7 separate regions of the Mus musculus genome follow, and regions 2, 3, 4, 5, 6 and 7 are each linked to region 1. Evidence: chromatin contacts called from public ChIA-PET, HiChIP or PLAC-seq and promoter capture Hi-C data. All regions are on one chromosome and are shown on one strand. The core of a region is the stretch at or near the end of the contact, and the rest is flanking DNA. Distances in the headings are between cores, read along the strand shown. Region 1 holds the start of Rpl32 (ribosomal protein L32). Region 2 overlaps Gm17733 (predicted gene, 17733). Region 3 has its middle 18 kb from the start of Gm38876. Region 4 overlaps Syn2 (synapsin II). Region 5 overlaps Vgll4 (vestigial like family member 4). Region 6 holds the start of Vgll4 (vestigial like family member 4). Region 7 overlaps Vgll4 (vestigial like family member 4).

Region 1 (3,263 bases), core at 476-2,975:
CCTTTCTCTTTATGTAATGTACTCTGTAAGGTGCCATTAGCCACACACTTCCATGTTCCATTGGCCTTTACATAGCCTGTAGGCCAAGCAGCATTTGGGAAGGGAGGGCAAGACACAGACACAGGAGAGCAACAGTCCTGCCCTGCTGTTTGTGACCCAGCCACTCCAGACAAGACACTCTACTTACCTGGGTCTCTACTCCCCTTTACAGCAAGCACAAGGGTTGGGGCAGCATACCCAATTCAGCATTTGTCCCCACCTCCTGGAGCCACTGTCAAGATCACCAGTGGCATCTCTTCTGTCTGAGTTTGTACAAAGTTTGAAAATTTTTTAATTTAGTCTGCTGGGCAGTGGTGACACCTTACATCTCAGCACTTGGGAGGCAGAGACAGGAAGATCTCCAGCCAGCCTGGTCTACAGAGTGAATTCGACCACAGTCAGGCTTACACAGAGAAACCCTGTCTTAAAACAAAACAAAACAAAACAAAGGGTGGGACTGGGGTGGGGCCTGGAGAGATGGCTCAGCAGTTAAGAACACTGATTGCTCTTCCAGAGGTCCTGGGTTCAATTCCTAACCACATGGTGACTCACAACCATCTGTAATGGGATCTGATGCCCTCTTCTGGTGTGTCTGAAGACAGCTACAGTGTGCTCATATACATAAATCTTTAAAAAATGAGATTTATTCTATGTGATTGAGTGTTTTGCCTGCATGTATGAGTATGTACCACATGCATGTAGCGCCTACAGAAAAGGGCATCTGATCCCCTAGGGCTGGTGTTAACAAGGTTGTGAAGCAACGCTTGGTTCCTGGGAACTAAATGCCAGTCCTCTGAAAGAGCAACAGTGCTCCACCAAGCCACCTCCCCAGCTCAGGTTTGGTTTTATTTCCTCCTAAGATTATAGAGTTTTCACAATGATCTGTAAAACAAAAGATAAGCAAAATAGACTAAACTCGACCTACCTCTGCTTCCCAAGTGCTGTTATTAAAAAATGTGCACCACCACACCCAGCCAATAGACTATTTTCTTAGCAATATTATCAACCTATCACTTTTTTTTTTCCGAAACAGGGTTTCTCTGTGTAGCTCTGGCTGTCCTGGAACCCTCTCTGTAGCTCAGGCTGGCCTCGAACTCAGAAACCCGCCTGCCTCTGCCTCCCAAGTGCGGGGATTAAAGGCATGAGCCACCACCGCCCGGCTAACCCATCACTTATTAATACATTAGGTACATACCATAAGTAGAGAAGATTTAAACATACAGAAGTCGCGAGGAGGCTCAGTAGCACTTCATAAGCAGGGGTTTGCACATCTGTATATTAGGAAGTTTTAGGACATTTGCTCAACCAACCGCCTAAGGATCTTCGAAGAGTCTCTGTTTTGCTACCTCCCAGCCTCAAGGAGGCACCCTCGGGAACCAACAATTTAAAAAGCTATTGGGCTTCCACTTAGGGCGGAAATAAATGCCCACCTAGCAGGTCTTAGCTCAAAAAAAAACAAAAAACCCAAATTTCTTAAGTAGTCCCAAGAGAAAAATAAATTTTAGTTCACTCTAAGATGTTAATGTCTACTACAGAACACTAGTCCACTAGGGTTTTTTTCAGTATCATTTCTCAGGCACATCTTAGTTTTCTTTAGAGGACCCAGAGCCGGAAGTGCTTCCCTTTTCTCTGCCAGGACCTAAGACTCCGTCCCATCATACCTTGCGCGCCGCCGCCGCCTCTTCCTTCTTCCTCGGCGCTGCCTACGAGGTGGCTGCCATCTGTTTTACGGTGAGTCTGTATCGGCGGCCATCCGCCGCCCGCGGCTTCGACGGGACCCCGTCTCCGGGTGGGGAGGCCTCGGCGGCGGCCTCCGCACCAGCGTGGTAGTGGCGAGCGCGCGCGGGCCTGGCCACTGGCGCTGCTCCGGAGTCTGCCCGGGGGCCGGCATCGGCCAGGGCGGGCTTGCTGCCATGCGGCCCGAGAGTTTCGGACGGCACCCGCCGCTTTCTGCTTAGCTTGTTAGCAGCCTTTTTCTGCGGCGAATCCGAAATCTTAAGTCAGGGAGCTGCCGCCGCTCGCCAGTGAGCAGAAATGCTTTCTGAAGCGCAAGCCCGGCGGAGCAGGTTGTCTGCGCGGGGAGCAGAGAAGGCACCCTTTGGTTGGTGCTCTGAGACGACCGGGAGGGACAGACGGACTGGTGGCGTGTTAGGAGTGCATGGTGGCTTTGCGTATTTAAGGGCGCAACACTTCAAACATAACGAAGCTTAGTGGAGCGGGATTTGCCGCTCCTTCGCCACCAGAGAGACCTGGCTGGGGTTCTGTAAGATCGGTTGCGGTTCTTTGAGGTTCGGAGTGGGTGAGATGAACCACTGACCTCTTGGGATCGCGTCTGGAGAGTAGCTAGTATTCTTCCAGCTTCGGAAGCAAGAGGGAGAGCAAGCCTAGCAGAGGTACCCATTCCATTCCCAGTTTGCTCGGTAGCTGGTGATTGGAAGACACTCTGCAACATTACTCACTGAAGGCCTGAGACGCAGCCCCACCTCCCAGTTTCTTTACTAACTTGGGTCTGACTTTTGTCAAAAGGCATCATGGCTGCCCTCCGGCCTCTGGTGAAGCCCAAGATCGTCAAAAAGAGGACCAAGAAGTTCATCAGGCACCAGTCAGACCGATATGTGAAAATTAAGGTATGTGGTTCTGGGGTGGGGGTTAAGACCTGAGCACACATTTCTCGTTATCGCTTGTCTCTGCATTTTAAAAAGTTCATTTTAAAGATGACACTTTGTTTTATATTTATGCGTTTGAAGGGCAGGGAGAATCACTTTAAGGAGTTGATTCTCTCCTTCCTGTCTTGTGGGTCCAGGTCAGATTTAGTTTGTCTGACAGCAGGCACTTTTAAGTCATCTCTGCACCCTGACCCTGTATTTTAAAGATCTTTGGGGTTTTGTCTGCACACCAGGCACATGCATGCATGGAATTGAACCTCTGGAAGAGCAGCCAGTGCTCTCAACTGCTAAGACCTCTCTCTGGGCCTGCAGATCACCTGTTGGCTGGATGGGCATGCACACCCAGCAGTTCAGCAGTTAACTGATCCCTCCTCCCTACTTAATTGCAATGGAAGATGATGTTGAAATTCCAGTGCAAGTGCTAGGGATGGAGCCCAGGGCCCTGTGCATGCCAGGCAGACACTGCTAACTGAGCTACACCTCGGCCTTTGGTGTGTGTTTTATGACATGACCCCCTTGAATTCTGTCCCCTTCCTGCACACACATACAAGAGCTGCC
Region 2 (3,295 bases), core at 82-2,581, 680 kb after region 1:
GTCCTAAATCATGTTAGCTCATCTCTTTGCCCAGATCCCCTTCAGCCTCAGTTTCCTCAGCCATGAAAGAATGTGACAATTGTTATAACTTCCTTGAAAGGCTACTGAGAAGCCTGAGATTGAGTGAGTGCATTTTATAAGCTGTAAAGCGCTGTGCAAATGTTAGCTATTGATATTTCTCACTCTAGTGGATCACAGAGCTTGCCAGCAAAAGTAAATTACCAAAAAAAGGAGGAAAAAAAATCTTCCCACACATAATTATCTCAGCGTTAAACACTAGAGAGAACTCAGGCAGGTGTGTGGGGTGTAAGGTCGTCCCTCTCGGTGACTCTCAGGTTTAGTCATACCTGCTAAAATAAATGCAGCAACCACTTTGACTGATGGTTTCTACCTTCTGGGTGACCTTGAACAAGGCCACCTCCCTCCATCCCTCCCTCCTTCCCTCCCTCTTCCATTTTCTAGTGTGGAAAATATGGGTGAGGGAGCTGAGCCAGGTGATCCCCAAGGTCTGATGATGTAAGTAAGATTCTCTGGGTGGAGTCTCACAGGCAAACAAAACCTGATGTCAGCAGACTGTGCAAGGAAATACAGGCAAGGGCGGGGCCTGGAGAGCAAACACTGAACAGGTGGTTCTGGCGAGCAAGAGAAAAAGCACAGGCAACAAGGGGTTTGGGTCCAAGTTCATTCTGACTTTAAGGGAGTCAGAGATGGTCCCCCTGCCAAATCTCTGTTTATTGGGACCTAATGATAACTATAATTAGATACTGACTTCATGCCAGAAATTGCCCATGTCCTATCTCATTTCATCCGCCACAAGGGAAATGTTAGATTTTCCTTTTTTGCCGATAAAGCAGTTGAGAATCAGAGAAGTCACACCGGCTAATGTTAGCTCTTAGAACTAAAATGAAGCAGATCTGGCTGGCTGCAAAGCCCATGAGATTCTGCATTAGGCTATACTGACAGGCCCCTAAGAAAGGTGCCATCCATCAGCAGCTTGGCAAATGAATGAGCTTATTGGAAACCATAGCTGAAATAACATGCCTTCCTGGAGTCTTATTGTAAGCTTCTCTGACACCTCTTATTACCCAGAGTCTTGCAGACATATCAGGTTTCATGTAGCAAGAATCCCCATGAAAACCCCCCTTCCATGAAACCAGCTAGATTCAAGCAAAAAAATCTAACTAAAGAAACACTCCTCCCCTTTCCTCTCCCTCCCCTCCCCCTCCCCTATCCTTTCCCTCCCCCTTCTCCTCCTTCTAGCATACCCCATTCTTATTTTCACTGAGGGAAGACCACAGCTCCCCAAAGAGCAGCTCTGGCCTCTTGCAAGATGCTGGTGTGTTGGCTGTTGCCATGGTGATAGAGGAGCATCTCTGTCATGCACACATGAGCAGCACAGAGTGTGTTTCCTCTGCCTGGGAAATTCAGAGGATTTATCAGCAGTTGCTTCCAGCAGCATCTTCACACTACTTCAAGGATGAGTGAACATGCAGCCCTTCTACTTAGAATTCACCCCACACCAGAAGCAAGACTAAGCTTTCCTCACAGGGTCTGTGTCTAAAGCAACCCCCTCCCTCTACTGCTGAGACAGTTCCCGGTTTAATGGAGGAGGTACCTTCCAGGTGATAGGGAAAGGAGCTGTTGGGTTTACAGAGTAAACAGAAGGTCCTTGGTTTCCTAAGCTTTCTTGGCTAATACCAGTTATGTGCTAATTAGAGCTTCCGAGTCAGACCCATGTGGGTTTGTCACTTGCCTCAGTCACTTATTAGCAAGTAGTATAATACCACTTCTTTATTAAAACTCTTTATCTATAGAGTTAATTAATATTTGCAAAGCTTTTTTTTTAATTAAACGAGATTTCACATAAATAGTATCCAATATCAAGTCTGGCATATGGCAGGAACATATTCATGATAGAAATTATTTTAAAGAAAGTCTAGAGGTGTGGCACACACAGCAGAGTGCATGACTCATGGGTGTAAAGCCACGGGTTAAATGCCCACTGCTGTATAAACCAGGCAGCAAATGTCTATAACCCCAGGACTCAGAAGATAAAGCCAGAGAGTCAAAAGTTCAAGGTCATCTTTCATGACACAGTGAGTTCAAGGACTGCCTAGAATACATGAGACCCTGTCTCAAAAACAAAAAAACTTAGAAATTATTCTAAAGGAAGTAACTTAATGACACATATGTTCTAACTTTGAGACAGTCGATTTTTGAAGCCTTGGATCATCACTTGATGGACAAATAGCTATGTAGTATTTTCTTTTAAGTTTAAAAAAAATAAGAAGAAGAAGGAGAGATTGGAGCAACCTGAGATTCTGTAGATATTTTCATTTGAAAACATGGTTACAACATCTCTGATGGCAACCTAAGGGTTTGAACTAAAAGGAAAAGAAAAAGGTCCTGTGTTTGGTTATATCACATGTCAAGCTAATGCCACCTTCACTAACCACCATCTGTGTGCTAAGCAAGATGACAGACAGTGCTATGTGTTTGCTAGTCATTTAATCCAGGCAAGAACAGTTTTAAGGTAGGCATCATTTTTCAAATGAGCAGTATAAGTATATAAGTAATCTGCTAGTACGTTGCAAAATAAAAACAAACAACAGTGTATCTGTACAATGAAAAGAAATTTCCCTCCAGTGTCAATCCATGGCAGCACATTATGTGAGTACCTACATGGCTGTCCTCAAAGAAAGGCTCCTTAGCACCAAGGCCAGCTTGGAGCAGATGGCCCCATTCTTTTATTGAAAAACATCCAGCTTCAGGGATCTGAGACAACAGTCATATTCCAAGCTCTCACACTTGACTGCTGTCTTTGTGAGTAGGATTCTGCCCAACAAGCCTGTCTGCACTTTCTTTTCCTTCTTTCTTTACCCTGTGCCTTATCTGCCAGCAAGCATGACATGACAGAGGATTCAAGACATCTGATCAGCTTATCTGCTCCTCATTCCTGATCAGGAATAAGTCCATATTCCTATTTACTGGTTTTTCTCTTCTCCCTGCACTGCTGGTGTCAAAAGCATGTCTTTTTCTCATCTCCAAAATAGCATCTGGTCCATTTGAAGCAGGCTAGCAATAGGCTGTCTGCCAGCACCCTCATTTCTTGGCGGAGAGAAGGCATTCCCCATCCAATTATCTAAAAGTCTCCTCGCCTGATGATTCAGCCAACCTCTCCATCATGAGCCAGACCTGGGTAGCCTAAAGTCACCTTGAACAGATCAATAGTGATGAGTGTTTTGTATATGAACTTGAATTCTTATTTCAGTTCTACTAGGTAGGAGTCTCATTC
Region 3 (3,125 bases), core at 304-2,803, 840 kb after region 1:
TTACACATTTGCCCGCTCGACCACAGTTTGTGACTGGCAGAGCCTGCACTGTGGGTAGGTGGAGGTCAGGCAGGTTTGAGCCTCTCCACACTTCCCAAAGGAGGTTTAACAGGGTGATGCTCCGTCTTGTTCCAGTGCTGGCACTGTGGGTAAGCATGCCACGTTCTGGCCTGTGTTGGGGGAGGGGCTAGTATGAGTACCATGATTTCTTCACTTTCCTCCTTTTTCTGGTAACTTGTTTCAAACAGCCTCTGAGCGTGATGGTGAGCGTGCATCAGGTCCTTCAGCTAGGGGGGACTGGTGTCCCTCCCGTGTGGAAAATGTGTCTTGTGAGAAAGATGAGGTTCTGGGATGTGTGGTAGAGCTGAAAGCTGTGAATTCCATGTTAATGAGCCTGCAGATGTCCAGTAAGATGTGTTTAAGCAGAACTACACTTTGAAACAAGGCTGCCTATTAGTCAGTTGGCAAAATGTGTCTAGAGGCTGAAAGGAACCCCATTGAATATTTATGGAGTTTGAAATTTTTTTATTTGTTTTTATTTATGTGCAAATGTGTGCTTGTCTGTGTGTGTCCCACATGTGTGCAGAGTCCATTGAGGCTAGAAAAGGGTGCTAAAGCCCACAGAACTAGACGTATAGATCATGTGAGCTGCCATGTGGGTGCTGTGAACTGAAGCCAGGTCCTCTAAGAGTATGGAGTTAACTGCCCACTCTGCTCTCCAGCCCCAGTTCACGGTGGCTTCACAGAACTTCATTGTAGTAGGTTAAGAGAGCTAACTACAGTTACTAGTAGCAGTGGCCAGTATGGCCTAATGCTGTTGTAGATCCTGAGTTAGAAGACTTATCTAGGTTTTGACAGGCTGAGAATTGAGGCCAGAAGAGGGTGTGGGATACCCTGGAGCTGGAGTTACAGGTGATTGTGAGTCATACAGTTCACTTTCATGTAGGCTGACGACAGTGTTGAAAAATGCCAAGAATTGGGAGTCTGCTCACGAAGTCTTCAGCTTTTAGACACAGTATGTCAGTGTGTGCCTGTCACATGGTGTACTCTCCTTGGGTTCCCTGAGGGAGATGAATGAACTCCAGGCAGCAGAAAGAATGTATGTTGGCAGCAGGTAGCACTGCACAAGGGTCATGGAGTGTACTGAGAGTTTGGCTTTGCACTATGGCCACGATGGTTCAGGTGGCTCACAGTCTATGCTATGCATTTGTACTGTGGAGGCTGAGAATGAGCTGTGTAGTCAGGGCTGAGCCGGTAGCTCAGGGTGGAACGGTTTCCTAGTGTACTTAAGGCCCTGGATTCTATGCTCAGCACTTTGAAAAAGCAGGGTTTTGTTTTTTGTTTTTTGTTTTTTTTCCGTGCTAATGGCATTGCAGTGACTGAGGTGGTTAGACATTGCATGGTAGCACTGTCTACAATCTGAGATCAGTGAGAAGATGAGACACAAGTCGCATCCCCTCCCTTTCTGTGGGGCTGAGGAATGCTGCAGAGTGGAGCCTTGGGCCACTGTAGCATGAGGAAACACTACGTACTTAAGCAGGACATTCCTTTAGGATTCTGGCCCAGAACAGTGCCCCTTTGTTCAGCCCAAGTGCACTGAGGTCTTCTGTGCTAGGCAGAGGGAGGCAGAGACAACTATGGGTAGAGATGAATTGATGCAGCGTCTTGCTACTCCTCCCTGAAGCCCAACGAACCCAACTAGAAGGGTAGGAGGGTGAAGCAACCTAGAGGATACTCATCTCCTGCAGAGGTGTCATGGGAGGGGCCTCGAGCTCTTGCAGGAAAGGGGACATACCTGGAGCAGCTGGACCACATTATAGGACCATGGGGCCCATTGCCAACAGTACTGGCTCGTGCTGTGCAGCTCATTATGGAGGTTAATAAGTACCTGGGAGAACCCTCATGAGGACTTTAAATATGCGTGTATATTTTAAATTCATAGGCCATGTGGGGATAATTCCTGTATTCCAGGCATCTGCCCTGATGGATTTTCAGACATGATGATGTATAGACATAAGGAGATAGGTCTAAGTCAAAGCTGACCAATTCCCTGCCATCCCGGATGCTTCCAAGGATAGCTATGTGGGTCAGTTGCCATGCTTGGACATGCCCAGGGATGGAAAGCTGGGGTGTCAAAGGCTCCCCTGTAGATGTTCCTTAGTGGCACTCCTGCAGAAAGAGTGATTTTTAATAGGCTGTAATTCCACTGTGGAGATGGAGACAGGAAGATATCTGGCTAGCCAAGTTTAGCCAAATCAGCAAGGTCCAGGCTAGTGGTAAACCCGGTTTCGACAGGTAGGGTAGAGAGTGATTGCAGAAGACACCTGGTGCTGACTTGTGTATTGATATGTGTGTATTGAATGGTCACCACACACAACACACACATATCTTAAACAAAACAAAACATAGTAAAAAGAGGAAGGGGTGGATGGGAGAGAATGGCTTGTGGGTACCAAGTTACAGAGGGGAAGTCATTTTGGTGTCCTGAAGTCTGAAATTAAAGGCGAGTCCCACCATGCCCGGGCATCATTGCTTTTAAGGGACTGTCTTACTTTCCTGTTGCTGTGATAGCATATCATGGCTAGAAGCAACTTGAGGAAGAAAAACTTTATTTTGGCTTACAGGTTCAGAGGGCTAGAGACCTTGTTGCAAGGAAGACATAGGGGAACAGGAAGCCAGATGATCATGTGATCTTTTTTTGTTGTTTTTGTGTGTTTGTTTTTTTGTTTGTTTGTTTTGTTTTTCGAGACAGGGTTTCTCTGTGTAGCCCTGGCTGTTCTGGAACTCACTTTGTAGACCAGGCTGGCCTCAAGCTCAGAAATCTGCCTGCCTCTGCCTCCCAAGTGCTGGGATTAAAGGCGTGTGCCACCACTGCCCGGCGATGATCTTGTTTTTATCCACAAACAGGAAGCAGGGAGGACACAGTAAGGGAAGGCCACAGATCCTAGGAGCCCACCTCTCAGTGATCTGGCAAAGCTTGACCTCCCGAGGCTTCCAGAATCTCCCCTGACCAGTGCTACAGTCAGGAAGCAAGTGTCCATGGGCTGTGTATGCACATTTCTTGTTCAAACCACCACAGGGACAGGGGGCCTGGAGAGAAGGTGAGGGGCTGGCCATCCCATTGG
Region 4 (3,436 bases), core at 493-2,992, 590 kb after region 1:
CATAATTTGCCTCGTGCTTTAGCAGAAGTGTGATTTTACCAGCTGCAAATAGTTTCTGTGATTGTGTTACAATTGAAATTCTGGGAACTTTTCAGAGGGTATATAAATGCTAGAGCCCTAAGAGATGTGGTTGTTGGTTGATGGTCTCAGTTGTTAGTAGTCATGCTCAAAGAAGAAACAATAGGAAAGAAGCTAGATTTATGGATCTCTCCCCCCACTATCCTTCTTTCTCTCCTATCTGGTGATAGTGGCGAAACTGGGGGCTGGGGATAAAGGGTGTGAAAAAGAAGAACCTATGAAGTATAAAGACAGGCTACGTTCTCCTCCTTCCCGCCGTATCATGAGCCTCCTGAGAAGGATATGTGTTTCTCAAAGAGCTTACAAGTCCCATTGTTCAACAGCTCACCCTCACTCCTTTCTACTTTATGTGACTCATGCCTATGACAGATGATTTCATGTGTCAACTTGAGTAGGGTACTAGGTGCCCGGTTATTTGTTTAAACAGTATTTCTTAACACGTGAAAGTGGTTTTAGATCAGATTAGCATTTGAATCAGTAGACTAAGTAAAGCATATTGTCTTCTAACTCTCTCTCTCTCCCTCTCTGTGTGTGTGTATGTGTGTCTCTCTGTGTGTGTGTCTGTTAGACTGTCACCAAGTTGCTTCTAAACACAGGCTGAAACTTCTACTGGCGCACCAGTGTCTCCAGATTGCCAACTGCAAATCTGAGACCTTTTTAATCTCCATATGTATGTGAGCCAATTCTGTTTCCCACTGTGTGTGTGTGTGTATGTGTGTGTGTGTGAGAGAGAGAGAGAGAGACAGACAGACAGACAGAGACAGAGAGAGAGACAGAGACAGAGAGACAGAGATAAAAAGACACAGGTAAAGAACATTATAGCAAGAACTTTGCTGTTATGGGAATTGCTGTATTTATCTTATGCTCAGCTCAAACAAGTGTAAAAAATAAACATTTATAATGAACACTTACTCTAACATATGACAGGGCTGAATTCTAACTTAATTGGTTTTTATTTGCTTGTTTGTTTCTTTGTTTTTTGGAACATGGGGACAGGGCTTGTTGCTTCTTTGGAACAAACTTAGGGCCTTGTATGTGCTGGGCTAGCACTCTGCCATGAGGTACATCCCTAGCCCCTAATGTTCTATTTCAGGTATAAATTAACATAGCAGTTAATGAAAGGCTTGTAATTTTATTCTCATTATAACAAGAACACCATCTCCTCTCAGCTTTCTAAGAGAAGATTCTGCCTAGGGGCTTTTTAACTTCTAATAGCAGGCTCACAGAAAGGAAATGTTTGACTACTTCAAGATCTAACAATAGATCCTAGTCTAATAGCACACACCTGTCATCCCAGCATCAGGAGGCAGAGGCCAGAAAATCACAAATCTGAAGACAGTGTGAACGACATGACCCTAAAACAATATTACAGCAACAACAACAACAACACAGCATCAACAAGGCAGGTTGTTGCTCATCTTGCCCTGTGTTAAATTCCTATCCTGTTAGGAAAAACCTAACAGAGGCTGACCACGTTCCTTCCCACCCCTCTTTACAGCGAGAAGGTAATTCTCCCCAAAACCGGACACTAAAGTCGAACAGAGATCCTGATTACTTTCTGGAGCACTTGTGAAACAAGGACCGGGAAAGGCCTAGCATTGCAGAGCGCAGTGACGCTGGCTTTCTGTCGCTTCATGGGTGTGTTGCTTCTTAGGCTGCTGAATCACCAGGCCATGATTCACAGAGCAAATGCAAAGACGCAGGGTGCTCTCTCTCCCCATGCTCTACTCTCATTAGCAGAGGAGGCTCGAGCCTCCTTTCTCAGGCCAAGTGTAAGCTGCGGTGGCTGGCACTGTCAGCCCACTCACTCGCATAGCTCAGCAGAAACATTTTCATATCTCAAAGCAATAATGCTTTGGATTTCCAAATCCCAGCGCAGGTGGCACATTCCATTCCACAATTTTCCAGCTGGCATCACTTCGGGGGGAGATGCAGTCTTCACAACTGATGCTGGCAGGCTGGAAGGAGACCTGGCACTGTCCTGGAAGACATGTGCCATGGTGTCCCAGATGCACTTGAGTATAGCAACAGGAAAGAGAGACCATATTTAGGTGCCTTCTTCTCATCGTCACGGATGGAGAAACTGAAGCTTAGAGGAGAAAAGTGGACAAGATCGCACCATGGGAATCTTGTGGGAATGTTGGTATAATGGGAAATTCATGCCGGGGCCTGGTCTGGCTCTCTTCTTTGTCAATGTGTCTTTACTTCTAGCCACTGCTAATGATCCGAAACAATCCTCACACTCAACAAGCCCTGAAGAGAAGTTCTAAGAACCAACCCAATCCTGAAGACGTACCCCTTTTAGTCTTCGAACATATTTATTTGAAGAGGATTGTTTAGTACTGTTATAGTGAAACATATTCTATAAACTCTTTAAATATGATAATTCTCATTCATTTACTCTTTCAAAGAAGATCTACTAGATTGGGCACCTATTAAAGGCTCAACTGTCCACCAGGCATCAGATAAGGAAAGGTCTCACCTAGTTGTAACATAAGGACTAAAAAGGAAATGATGTTAGCAGAAGCACAGTGGAATCCTTACCCATGCACAGGCACTAGAGTATCTTAAGTACAATAAAGTCAATAATGGATAGTGTTTTACTACATATTTAGCATTGGTTTCTGAGTTAAGCACTTTATCCATCTTACTCGATTTTCATGTAAGAACTGATGAGGAAGGAGCACTACCCCTGAACTCACTTACTTCACAATGCTTCCAACACACAGCATTACTTAGAAAAACAAAAACCAAACCTTTAGCCAGGCCTAGTGGCATTCACCATCTCTGAACAAACTCTTTTGGTTCAAGGTTAGCCTGGTCTATGTAGTGAAACTGTGTCTCAAATAAACAAACAAATTCAACAATAATATCAACAAATGGAACTTTTAATGGGCATCCACTAGAAAGTCTCAGAACTTACTAGTAATTTTCTAAGATATTCACTTTCTAAGATATTTATGCTAGTTTTCCATTTATTTGATACTTTAAATAATTGATCATAACAATGCCCATTAATATTTGAACACACATTTCCAAGTAAACATGACTTCTAAAAGAGCCCATCGCTTTAAAAAGCTTACTTATGCATGCTAGTAGAGACAGCCAACTCCTTTATGTACAATCTGATACTTTTCTGACTAACAGGCAACTTTTATAACTGTTAATTTTCTTTTTTTTTTCTCACAGTGGCTTACAAAAGAAAAACATCCCAAACTTTAAGTTTTCATTAGTGTACATTAACTGAACAAAGTGGTGGGTTCACTATTGCATTTTCATGCTTGTATATAATGTACTTTGATCATATCTCCCCCCCATCCATTACTGTCCCATGTCTCCATTTTCAGCTCATACTGGA
Region 5 (3,322 bases), core at 158-2,657, 930 kb after region 1:
CTGCTTCGCAGAGCCATGGTTCTGACTGTCCCACATAGGCTCACTGTGTACCCTGACTTGTTCCCTGAGGCGACCCTGCTTCTTGTTTTCCTGAGTCCCTTTGGTCCCGTTGTGTGTGACCAACATTAAGACCGAGCTGAGCGGAGATTGAGCAGTTGGGCACATGTTGCTTCCTTAACTTTGCTCAACTGAGATTGGAAGTCAGGGAGCCTTCCCAGGGCAGCTTGTCGGCTGAGGTGTTCTGCAGAGGTTGTGGACATCCTGTCACTTAGCGTGAGGCCGCTGCTAGAGAGGGCTTCTCTGTGACAGCAGCCATTGAGTGCGCTGGGTACCAGCCGTGTGCCGAATCATGGGCATGACCTTGTGTCCTCTTGTTCTGGGACATCCATGTTCCTGCTCTCCCCCTTTTAAGACAGCAGCATGGGACCTCTGTAACCCTGTGAGGGTCCACCTCTGGAGCAGCGTGGGACCTCTGTAACCCTGTGAGGGTCCACCTCTGGAGTAGCATGGGACCTCTGTAACCCTGTGAGGGTCCACCTCTGGAGCAGCATGGGACCTCTGTAACCCTGTGAGGGTCCACCTCTGGAGCAGCATGGGACCTCTGTAACTCTATGAGGGTCCACCTCTGGCTGGTGATAGCCACGGCAGGCTTTCCCACCTTCCACCCCCAGCAGCTGCCTCACAGTGGCAGCTATGGCACATGCCTGAGTCTTAGCTCTGTCACGAGACTTTATTGTTGTACCTTTTGGACAGATTGACGTTTCAGGACAATCAAAATGTAATTGCTGGTACTTTGGGGTGGGGGTTACAGCTGCTCATGATGGCCCCACCCACAATGGCTGGCCCCTCCCATATCAGTCACTAATGAAGAACATGTCCTACAGGCTTGTGTAGAGTGTGATCTGGAGGCATTTTCTTAATTAATTAGGGTTCCCTCTTCTCAGATGGCTCTAGGGTGTGTCAAGTTGACATAAAACCAGCGCACACACACACACACACACACACACACACTTTTTTTTTTTTTTTTTTTTTTTTGAGGCAGAGTCTCTCCCTGAACCCGGAGCTCACCAGTCATCCCAGTATCCCTGGAGGTATTCTGGTGTTTAAGGAACTGTTTTACAGCCAAGATCTTAGTTCCCCTGAGCAGAAACTCAAAAATCAAGCTACTGCTAAGCTGGGATCTTCTTTCCTTCTTTCTGGCTTACACGTGATTGACTTGCCAGCAGAAATTAGAAGAGAGCCTATGTCTGTAAAGAAAAGCTTCTTGACAGAGCAGTGTGAGCTCGGAGCTGGCTTGCCTGCGGTTAACTGTGCCTTTCACACTTTAGTAAGAGCTGGGGAACTAGCCTGCGCTGTGCTGGACAGACAGCTGATTTTTAGCAGTGGCCTGGGTGGTTGTGGCCACACCTCCTGGGTTCTGTCGACAGCCTCTGCTAATGAAGTGTGGTACCTTTAAGTAAAGGTCACAGGCCTGACCTGGGCTGTGTGGGTTTCTTGTTTGTGAGGCTGGAGGCATTTTCTCATTTTCACAGTTGAGCTGAAAACAAAGGCCGCCTTATCCTTGCAGGGAGCTGCTCTCAGAGAGCTGACGTCAGCCTTTTCCTGGCCGGCCTCGCCTCTGCCTTAAGAGTCTCTGCAGAGAGCTGCTCAGGCAGGCCACCATCTTGCTCCTGGCATTTTTCTGGCTGAATAACGAATAACACATGAAATGAAGAAATGCCAAGGGTGTCAGGAGCCAGGGGACAGAACAAAAGCACTGTCAACCAAGTGCAATCCTGGCTGTGTGGGGACTCGCCAGCTTTGTGGCTGTAATCGGTCCTGGGGGTTACAGAAGTGGGTCAGAACTTTGGGGAAGGGAGGCTTACCAGGAGCGAGAGTGTGTGCAGGGTCGTGTTCTAAAGGGTCACACCGAAATCAGCAAAGCAGGAGTGACTGATGCGTTACATCAAAGATATTTATTCAAAATTAGAAGGTCCCCTGCCCAGGCCCCAAGGCGTTCAGCTGGGGACAGAGAGTGCAGCTGTTTGGACTACAGATGGTTAATCTGGGCATTGCCTAGTTCATAGAACTCTTCTTGCTGGAACACAAAGCCAGCCTGTCCTGAAATAAAGTGCTGTTCTCTTAGGTCTCTGAAAGATCCAACTGAGGAAAGAGGAAAGATAGAGACACTGCTGAGGGGTTGGCCAGGGTGTGGGTTGATGGCGCCTCCCCTCCTCCGAGATCTCCTACTCCCTACTCGCTGGGCCTCACTGCAGGAGGAGGCAGGAGCAGCTCTGGTGTTTACACTTGACCAGCACGGCACTTGTCTCTTGCTTTGCTGTGTTGTTCGGTCGAAACACTTTTTATTTTTATAATATCTCCCGAGCATACTCAAAGAGCTTAAAGCTGTCCTGGGGTCTGGTGACAGAGACAAGCCTGCCCACAGGAGGGTCTGAATTCTGGAGCCTCAGCTCCCTGGCTGGCAGAGAAGCCCGGCCTCTGCTGTTCCTGCTGATTGGCTTCTTGTTGCCTCCCTTGAGGAGTCCTAAGAGATGGCCCGAGGATGCCAGGCCCAGTGGTACATACCCTATGACCCAGCACGTGGGATGCTGAAACAGGGGATTGGAGAGTCCATGGCCAGGCTGGGCTACATAGCAGTGGTCTCCAGCAAAGGAAGGGAGGGTGGGAGCTCATGGATGGTCACAGGAACAGTTTCAGCACTGAGTGTCGTGGGAGTCCGTTGGCTCTCATTAGATCAGCAAGTCAGGGGCTCAGCCACTGCTGAGGTTGTCTGAGGAGCTGCTGGGTGTACATGGCGGAATGTCTATGCAAATTTCCAGGTTCTGGGTCAGACATAGTTTTCAGCCCAGAGTTTCTCCAAGGGAAAGAGCTCTGGGGCCTGTGGTAGTCTGGCTTGTGGTCCTTCACAATCCACGAGTTGAAGCCCCTCTCCTCCAGTGCGAAGGTCTTTGGAGTTCTTAAGGTTAGATGAGGTTAGGAGGTGAGCCCTGCTCATGTGGGGTTAATGCCCTGGGAAGAAGAGACCACAGTGCATTGTTCCTTCATTCTGTATGAGGATTCAGAGGAGGACAGCGAGCGTCTATGACTTGCCAGCGGTGGTACAGACGGGTCGTAGGCCTCCAGGGACTGTCGTTTAACGTGTTGTTTAGATCTGTTGTCGATTCACTGTGGAGCAAAACTTCTCTCAGAGATGTGGCCCGACATAACGAGCAGTTGATTTCAGAATTCCATTGTAAACTTTCAGACCCTCGAAGCTTAACTTGGAAAATGAAGTACCTGGTCAATTCCCCGATACAAGGCTATTGAGTGCCCCCCTTTAACA
Region 6 (2,997 bases), core at 47-2,546, 890 kb after region 1:
CACTTAGAGCAGGTCTTTTCCTTTCTTCCATGATGCTGATGAAGCTCAGCACTGCTCTGGATTTGAACTTGGAACATTTTTAAAGTTTCCATGATTGGTCACAACCTCCCAGATGAGTTTGGAAAACAGATTTTTAAAAAGTATTTTTTTTTTTTTGTACATTTTTTTTTTCCAATGTCTGTGTGTCATTGCATGCGGTACCCATGGAGGCCAGAAGAGGGAGTCAGGTTCCATGGAAATAGAGTTACAGGTGCTTATGAGTGCTGGGTACTGAACTCAAGTGTTCTGCAAAAGTGGCCAGTGCTCGGAACCACCTCTCCAGCCAGCTCCCCACTCCCCCGTTTGTGTGTGTGTGTGTGTGTGTTTGTGTGTGTGTGTGTGTGTGAGAGAGAGAGAGAGAGAGAGAGAGAGACAGAGACAGAGAGACAGAGAGACAGAGAGAGAGCGAGAGAGAGAGACAGACAGACACAGAGAGAGAGAGAGAGAGAGAGAGAGAGAGAGAGAGAGAGAGAGGGAGGGAGAGAGGGAGAGAGAGACCTGTAGGCCACTCACTTGTCCCCAGATCTGTTTACTCTTCTGAGGACGGATTTGCCTCTGGTGTCCTGTCCATCTGTACAGCTACAGAGTTTAGGAAGGAAGTTACATGTAACATTGACTTTGAAAATGTAAACACTCGGGCTGGAGAGATGGCTCAGCGGTTAAGAGCACTGATTGTTCTTCCAGAGGTCCTGAGTTCAAATCCCAGCAACCACATGGTGGCTCACAACCACCCATAATGAGACCTGAAGACAGCTACAATGTACTTACATATAATAAATAAATAAATAAAATCTTTAAAAAAAAAAAAAAAAAAAAAAAAAAAAGAAAATGTAAACACTCGCTGTGTCCCTGGACTTAATAAACCCATCTTACAAAGAAACAAAGAAACCTTGTACCAAACAGAGCACACCCCTGTGGAAGCCCTGGATTCCCAGCCCTTGCAACGAAGTCACGGAAAGTTAAATTCCCTGTACTTTGCTTCCACAGCAGATTTTCTTTTTTAAACTTTGTGCTTAGCCTCCCCCACAAACAAAACACCCACAAACTTGCTGGGGTTTACTTCCTCGGCCTCTGCCTCTGCCGGCCTCTGGCTCCGGGGAGGAAAGGCTCTCCTCACCCCCTGTGCCTCACTGCCCCCGCCTCTTTCTGCTTCCTGCTAATTCTGCAGCGCCTGGAGCCTGAGCCGAGGCTCCAGTGAGCATGCTCACAGCAGCCCTCTACCCCCTCCCAAAAGCAGAGGAAGCTGGTTTACATACGAGTCATACCAAGCATAGCCCGCATGTCAGTGCAGTCAGCTTGCAGCGGGCTGTGAGGGAGAGTGCCTTTGTCCTGAGAAATGTGCTTTGTGTTTTTCTTTTTTACTGCTTTCTTTTTAAACCCCCAAGACGGGCTCGAGAAGTCTTCTGAAATGATTTTTTAAAGCCGAATAGAAGACACAATCAGACACCTTCCACAAGCCCTTGACGGGTTTTGTTTGAGTCTGATTTTTGTGTGTGTGTGTGTGTGTGTATGATTTTTAAAAACCTTTTACATACTTTGTTTTGATCTCCTGAGGCTGGGCCTCTGTCTTCCTGAAGTTTTAGGAGAGCCTGGAGCTACTCAGCTAAGACTGAATTTTGAAACTTTCTCTTTGGGGGTGAAAGCAAAGAACTGTTTTTCTTTGCTAGCCGGACAGATAAATGCTGTTTATGAAGATGGACCTGTTGAACTACCAATACTTGGACAAGATGAACAACAATATCGGCGTTCTGTGCTATGAAGGTAGATGTTCTAGAATGTACTCTTTGCTTTTGTGATGGCCACTCCTCCTTTGGAGGGGGGCTTTGACTGGCTTATGAACATTTTCTTGTCTTTCTTGTGATGGTGGAGCGAGTGGAAAGAGAGTTGTGTACCATTTCAGGACAGTTCGCTTTTGCCCGGCAGGAGGGTGGCAGCCGGGGAGGGCTGGAGGAGACACGCTGTTAAAAGTTTACTTGTGATGTACTAGCAAGGTCTGACAAGATCGTTACATTATAAGTGATTTTTCTCTTTTGATTTTGTTGGCATTTTATGCATAAGTAGGAATTTACAGAAGTAAGGAGAAGTTAAACATGTGGGTGCTGGAGTAGAGGGGAGGGGCCTTGGGACTTATTTTTAAACGTATCACCGTGTACAGTGTTCGGTGTGGACCCTTGCTCTGAATTTCATGTGGTAGAGGAACAACAGCAGAAAGCCACAGTAAGTTGTTGTTTTCCTGAGCCATTGTCTCAGGCATCAAGGGGTTTTTTTCCTGTGAGGTTTGTGGGACTGGCAGGGCCTGGTGTCAGGGAGCCCAGGCCGGGCTCTTTGTCTGCCGCCCCATTTCCTGTGCAGAGAGCTGACAGTGAGACAGGCTCCCTCCAACCCCAGTCCCTGGCAATTACACCATAAGCAGCCGGAAGGCTGAAGAAAGTGGAAAATACCCCCACCCCTAGATTTGCCCATCACCTCCCCTTCCCCTGGGCACTCCCTGTAGTAAGTTAAGCTTCTCTGGAGAAAACCCCAATCCCATCTTTTGGAATCTTACCTACGTGCGATTTGAGACCAGGGTAATGGGGCTGAGTTGTGGCACTGGCCGGGCAGGGAGAGACCTGGGGCTGCCGGGAGTCTTTCCTGGTGTCTTCCTGCTGTGGGCAGCAGGCTCTGGGGTCTCTCACCTAGTAATCCTAGAGAGTTGTCTGCTTTGTCTTGAACAGAAGTTAAAAGAGGGAGCAGAGTTGGTTGTGTTCGTGTAAAAGTTTAAGATCTGCTTCTTAAGTTGTTGAAAACATACCCTTTCTCTCTCAAGCCTGCTTTAAAATTAACTTTATGGGGGAAAAATCTCATTTAAAGGGGTTTTGTTGTTGTTTTGCCTTTTTAAAAATAAGATATCACTTTACTTTGACAAGTTTCCTCTACATATAAAAAGCACCTCAGCTTCTCAGCTTCCAAACCCTCTCG
Region 7 (3,248 bases), core at 34-2,533, 900 kb after region 1:
CTGCTTAGTTCTGGTGAATCACGATAACTACCAGAAAGCTCACCTGGGGGTTTTGTTCAGGGTCATCATTTGGGGAAGTCAAATGACCCCGCTTTTCATTATGAGCGCTTGGCCCTAGCATCTCTAGACTGTACCTTCTGTTTTTAAGTGATTATTTTACAGTTTATACACATTTATCTTAGTTGAGTATCAGTCAGAGATAAAGGGTCTTTTAGGCTGTGTATGGTTCCTTACTCTGTCATCTGAGGCTGAGGCAGCAGGAGGATGAGAACTTCCAGGGCAGCCTGGGATGCGTAGGGAAAGCCTGTCTCATCCAGTATTTGTTCCCCAGAGCTGTGTGACACGTCTTTGCCACAGGATGTCATAAAGTCAGTTCCACCTGCTGTTGAGCTTCATGGTGACACACTGGACCCACTCCTCTGACGAGGCACTCTCTGCCCTCCAGGAGCAGGGCAGCCTTGGAGAAGCGTTCCTATAAAACTGAATGGCTTTCTCTTTCTAGATTAGTCTGAGGCCCGATGCACAGGTGGAGTCTGAAATAGCTTGTGGCTAGTGATGATTTTCTTTGGAAGAAGGAGAATTCAAATCACAGTAAAGTTGACTGTTTACATAATGGCAACCATCATTTGATTAGATCCACTTTCAGAGCTAAAGCCTCTTTCTCTCCATCACAGCATCTTAAAGTCTAAGTTTCTTGAAGGCAGGTCAGTGAGAGCAAAGACTGGGCAGAGAGGGCAAGGTGGTGGTCTAGGAGGAGGACACATTGATATGAATCTATACGTTTGTGTGTTCTCTTTGCCAGGAGCACATGTGCAGTGCTATGTGCAAGTCGGGTCATAAGCAAGTGTGCAGGAGAGTGAGGTTAGAGAGTGCTCCCTCTGGCTACAGGGCAGACGTATCTGGGGTGTCACCCTGGGACCCCTGATGTCTTTGGCCTTATCTTTATCTTGTTTGGCTTGGCTCATTCACCCAAATGTTGTGTAAAACAGTCAGCTGCTCGGAGCACTGGCTGCTGCTCCTCACCTCTCTTCACAGGCTTGATGATTCCCTCATATGTATCTGTGTGAGTGGCTTTCTGCTGGATGGATGCAGAAAGCCCTGGCGGAAGAGATCCCACGGTGATGCTTAGAGAACAGGGAGTAAATGGCACCCTAAAATGCCTGTTAGTGTTTTAAAGGCTCTGAAAACCCCATCTGTGCTAGATCTCTGTGATGGCTTGAACACTTGGTGCCCAGCGGGTGGTGTTCTTTGGGGAGGTTTAGGTAGCACAGCCTAGCAGGAGGAAATATGTCACTCTCTGGGCACAGGCTTCAAGATGAAAAGTTTCACCCCACTAGCTGTTTTCTCCTCCCCGAGTTCTGCTTGCATTTGTGTTTACAGATGTGGTCTCTCTGTTTCCTGCCTCCATGCTGTGATGGACCCTCTAGAACCTTAGCCCAAATAAACTGTTTCTTCTGCAAATGGCCTTGGTCAAGGGGCTTTATCACAGCAACAGACAAGTAACAATACAGCAGGAGGAGAACAACAGAACCTTTAGGGATATGACCAGGGGTTGCATATGTGTCCACCCATGTAGGTGGGCATTTTGTTTTGACTGGTGGTAGTGGTGGGGGTGGCATGGGGGTGGGTGGGTAATATGATTCATTTATTTTTGTATGATTTCTTTCTTTCTTTGGGTTGAGAAGAATTTCCCTGCATTAGTCATGTTCTGGGTTCAGCTATCATTACAGCAGCAGTGACAACAGCTGACATAGGAAAATGTCATGGTCCCAGGGGCAGTACCAGTGTGGTTTGTTATTGGTGTCTAGATGACGCTTTTAGTTCCCTGATGTTTTGTATAATTCAAGGTGGAGATAAAACATTTCTAAAAATCTCAGAAGCAGGCATCATCTAACCCAAAGCCGTGAACAATAGCACCAGACACTTTATAGTTGTGTTTCAGTTGTCGTGAAGCTAGGTTGTGGATCTCCAGATATAAGTGAGATGCACTACCATGGTGAATTTTCTAACACATGTGGTCACACATTGCTATCACAAGTGATGCTTCTGTCCCCAATAGATTTGAAAAATATTTTGGGTCAGAAGGTAAAGCCCTTGGCATGTTGGGATTCCAGAGAGACGCACCTGTCTAGATGTGTTAGCTTCTCAGCCGTGATAAAGCATCTGAGAGAACACGCTTACTAAGGAAAAGGTCTACTTTGGGTTTCAATCCTGGTCACTTGGTCCTGTTGCACTGGGCCAGTGGTGAGGCAGCATGTTGTATTGGGTGCACATGGCGGCTAAGAAGCCACACCCCCTTCAAGGCCCAACAACCTAACTTCCTCCCACTCACAGACTGGGGATCCAGCCTTGACCACATGGCCTTTGAGGCACTTACCCGAATCACAGCATTTGCTGTGTCTTATCACTCACTTCATAGCCACAGTCTGTAAGTATCACGTCATGGAAGGAGGAGCTTCCAGAGGTGAATCTTCAGGGCACTCACTCTGAGGAGGGTGGCAGCAGCTCTGTGGATGCTTAAACATCATTAGGAGGTTAGCCGGAAGAATGCCCTGCTTCCCTCTGAGTGTACCGAAGCTAATCTCTGCAGTTAAAGCTTCCCTCTATCCCTGTGCCCATCTCTCCTGTTTCTGTGGATTCCAAGACACTGACTGACTGGAAGTCACAGACATCTCCCCACCCCAACATGTTGACAGTGCTATGGCATTTTTGTGAGAGAATGCACCCATGTGGGGTGTATGGAGCCAGTGGGATTGGATATGTGCAAGGTCACTCTCTCTGCATTCAGCCACTGTTAAGATCCATACCAGTGGATCTGCATAGAGCAGAAAGGTTGCCGTGTTTGCTATCTGAGGTTATCTGCTGAAATACACGAGTGTGAGTATAGTGGGTTGTTCTAAGATGACAGTTCCAGTGGGAAACAAGGGAGAACACAAGAGTCCTCAGGTGCAGCCCACTGTTGCTTCTGTATCTCAGAGGATGGGGTCTGTGATGGAGGGTGCTGGGGATTGCTGCCACAGTGCCTAGAAAGCATGATTGAAGTGAGTTGAACCACCTGCTAGACCCTTGAGGTTAATAGTATAAAGAGACCAGAGACCCAGAGAACTCATTAGGACATAGCAGAGCCGTGGCTGGAAACCACTCATCCATTTAATTTACCAGATGCTCATACAGCTAGAGCATCCCAAATAGAAACATTTCACTTTTGCTTTATTTCTTCATTAGTCTAATTCCCACCAATTTAGGAA

Evidence for each region. Promoter capture Hi-C pulls out the DNA fragments that hold promoters and counts their contacts. ChIA-PET counts read pairs in DNA pulled down with a chosen protein or histone mark. HiChIP or PLAC-seq counts read pairs in DNA pulled down with a chosen protein or histone mark.
Region 2: a promoter capture Hi-C map of hippocampal neurons shows a contact between it and region 1, with 2.9 times the contacts expected there. The contact joins the enhancer-like site here to the promoter of Rpl32 in region 1. A contact is called at or near these places in 6 of 39 promoter capture datasets (the 3T3-L1 cell line, hippocampal neurons, liver and 1 more).
Region 3: a promoter capture Hi-C map of the 3T3-L1 cell line shows a contact between it and region 1, with 4 times the contacts expected there. The contact joins the enhancer-like site here to the promoter of Rpl32 in region 1. A contact is called at or near these places in 5 of 39 promoter capture datasets (the 3T3-L1 cell line, cranial neural crest, embryonic stem cells and 1 more) and 5 of 115 datasets of contacts at active chromatin or transcription factors (the NIH/3T3 cell line, embryonic stem cells, extraembryonic endoderm stem cells and 2 more).
Region 4: a FOXA1 HiChIP or PLAC-seq map of pancreatic cancer cells shows a contact between it and region 1. The contact joins the enhancer-like site here to the promoter of Rpl32 in region 1. A contact is called at or near these places in 7 of 39 promoter capture datasets (3T3-L1-derived adipocytes, the HPC-7 cell line, the SN4741 cell line and 4 more), 2 of 15 datasets of contacts at CTCF or cohesin (the NIH/3T3 cell line and embryonic stem cells), 5 of 484 Hi-C or Micro-C datasets (LSK cells, the N1E-115 cell line, bone marrow-derived macrophages and 2 more), 10 of 115 datasets of contacts at active chromatin or transcription factors (the NIH/3T3 cell line, astrocytes, bone marrow-derived macrophages and 7 more) and 1 of 9 other capture datasets (embryonic stem cells).
Region 5: a promoter capture Hi-C map of the 3T3-L1 cell line shows a contact between it and region 1, with 2.7 times the contacts expected there. The contact joins the enhancer-like site here to the promoter of Rpl32 in region 1. A contact is called at or near these places in 9 of 39 promoter capture datasets (the 3T3-L1 cell line, the C10 cell line, embryonic stem cells and 5 more) and 3 of 115 datasets of contacts at active chromatin or transcription factors (the NIH/3T3 cell line, memory CD8 T cells and pancreatic cancer cells).
Region 6: a contact with region 1 is called in a promoter capture Hi-C map of pre-B cells, with 4 times the contacts expected there. The contact joins the promoter of Vgll4 here to the promoter of Rpl32 in region 1. A contact is called at or near these places in 7 of 39 promoter capture datasets (the 3T3-L1 cell line, 3T3-L1-derived adipocytes, the C10 cell line and 3 more), 1 of 484 Hi-C or Micro-C datasets (the N1E-115 cell line), 6 of 115 datasets of contacts at active chromatin or transcription factors (astrocytes, embryonic limb bud, extraembryonic endoderm stem cells and 3 more) and 1 of 9 other capture datasets (pancreatic islet).
Region 7: a contact with region 1 is called in an RNA polymerase II ChIA-PET map of memory CD8 T cells, with 16 read pairs. The contact joins the enhancer-like site here to the promoter of Rpl32 in region 1. A contact is called at or near these places in 1 of 39 promoter capture datasets (second pharyngeal arch cranial neural crest), 3 of 115 datasets of contacts at active chromatin or transcription factors (memory CD8 T cells, pancreatic cancer cells and thymic regulatory T cells) and 1 of 9 other capture datasets (pancreatic islet).

Annotation. Positions count from the first base shown.
Region 1 is chr6:115,807,205-115,810,467 of GRCm38.p6, reverse strand. Rpl32 (ribosomal protein L32) reads left to right here and starts at 1,725. Exons shown (of 4, transcript NM_172086.2): 1 at 1,725-1,770; 2 at 2,566-2,666. The coding sequence starts at 2,571. It overlaps Snora7a (small nucleolar RNA, H/ACA box 7A), which reads left to right and starts at 2,365; the gene lies at 2,365-2,493.
Region 2 is chr6:115,124,682-115,127,976 of GRCm38.p6, reverse strand. It overlaps Gm17733 (predicted gene, 17733), which reads left to right. Exons shown (of 2, transcript NR_132436.1): 2 at 1-377. Among named protein-coding and RNA genes, the nearest start is that of Gm17733, 8.5 kb to the left of the region's middle. Within about 2 kb of position 1,331, at least 67 of the 459 cell types and tissues checked have an H3K27ac peak or open chromatin away from gene starts, as enhancers often do. A contact at or near this core is called in hippocampal neurons, where this site is marked.
Region 3 is chr6:114,962,264-114,965,388 of GRCm38.p6, reverse strand. It overlaps a transcript of Vgll4 not described here. Among named protein-coding and RNA genes, the nearest start is that of Gm38876, 18 kb to the right of the region's middle. Within about 2 kb of position 1,553, at least 56 of the 459 cell types and tissues checked have an H3K27ac peak or open chromatin away from gene starts, as enhancers often do.
Region 4 is chr6:115,219,892-115,223,327 of GRCm38.p6, reverse strand. The region is part of intron 1 of Syn2 (synapsin II); the gene reads right to left. Among named protein-coding and RNA genes, the nearest start is that of Timp4, 31 kb to the left of the region's middle. Within about 2 kb of position 1,742, at least 43 of the 459 cell types and tissues checked have an H3K27ac peak or open chromatin away from gene starts, as enhancers often do. A contact at or near this core is called in pancreatic cancer cells, where this site is marked.
Region 5 is chr6:114,881,661-114,884,982 of GRCm38.p6, reverse strand. The region is part of intron 2 of Vgll4 (vestigial like family member 4); the gene reads left to right. Among named protein-coding and RNA genes, the nearest start is that of Vgll4, 38 kb to the left of the region's middle. Within about 2 kb of position 1,407, at least 243 of the 459 cell types and tissues checked have an H3K27ac peak or open chromatin away from gene starts, as enhancers often do. A contact at or near this core is called in embryonic stem cells, hematopoietic stem and progenitor cells, liver and 1 more, where this site is marked.
Region 6 is chr6:114,920,120-114,923,116 of GRCm38.p6, reverse strand. Vgll4 (vestigial like family member 4) reads left to right here and starts at 1,296. Exons shown (of 5, transcript NM_177683.3): 1 at 1,296-1,800. The coding sequence starts at 1,719.
Region 7 is chr6:114,903,531-114,906,778 of GRCm38.p6, reverse strand. All of the region lies in intron 1 of Vgll4 (vestigial like family member 4), which reads left to right. Among named protein-coding and RNA genes, the nearest start is that of Vgll4, 17 kb to the left of the region's middle. Within about 2 kb of position 1,283, at least 26 of the 459 cell types and tissues checked have an H3K27ac peak or open chromatin away from gene starts, as enhancers often do. A contact at or near this core is called in memory CD8 T cells and thymic regulatory T cells, where this site is marked.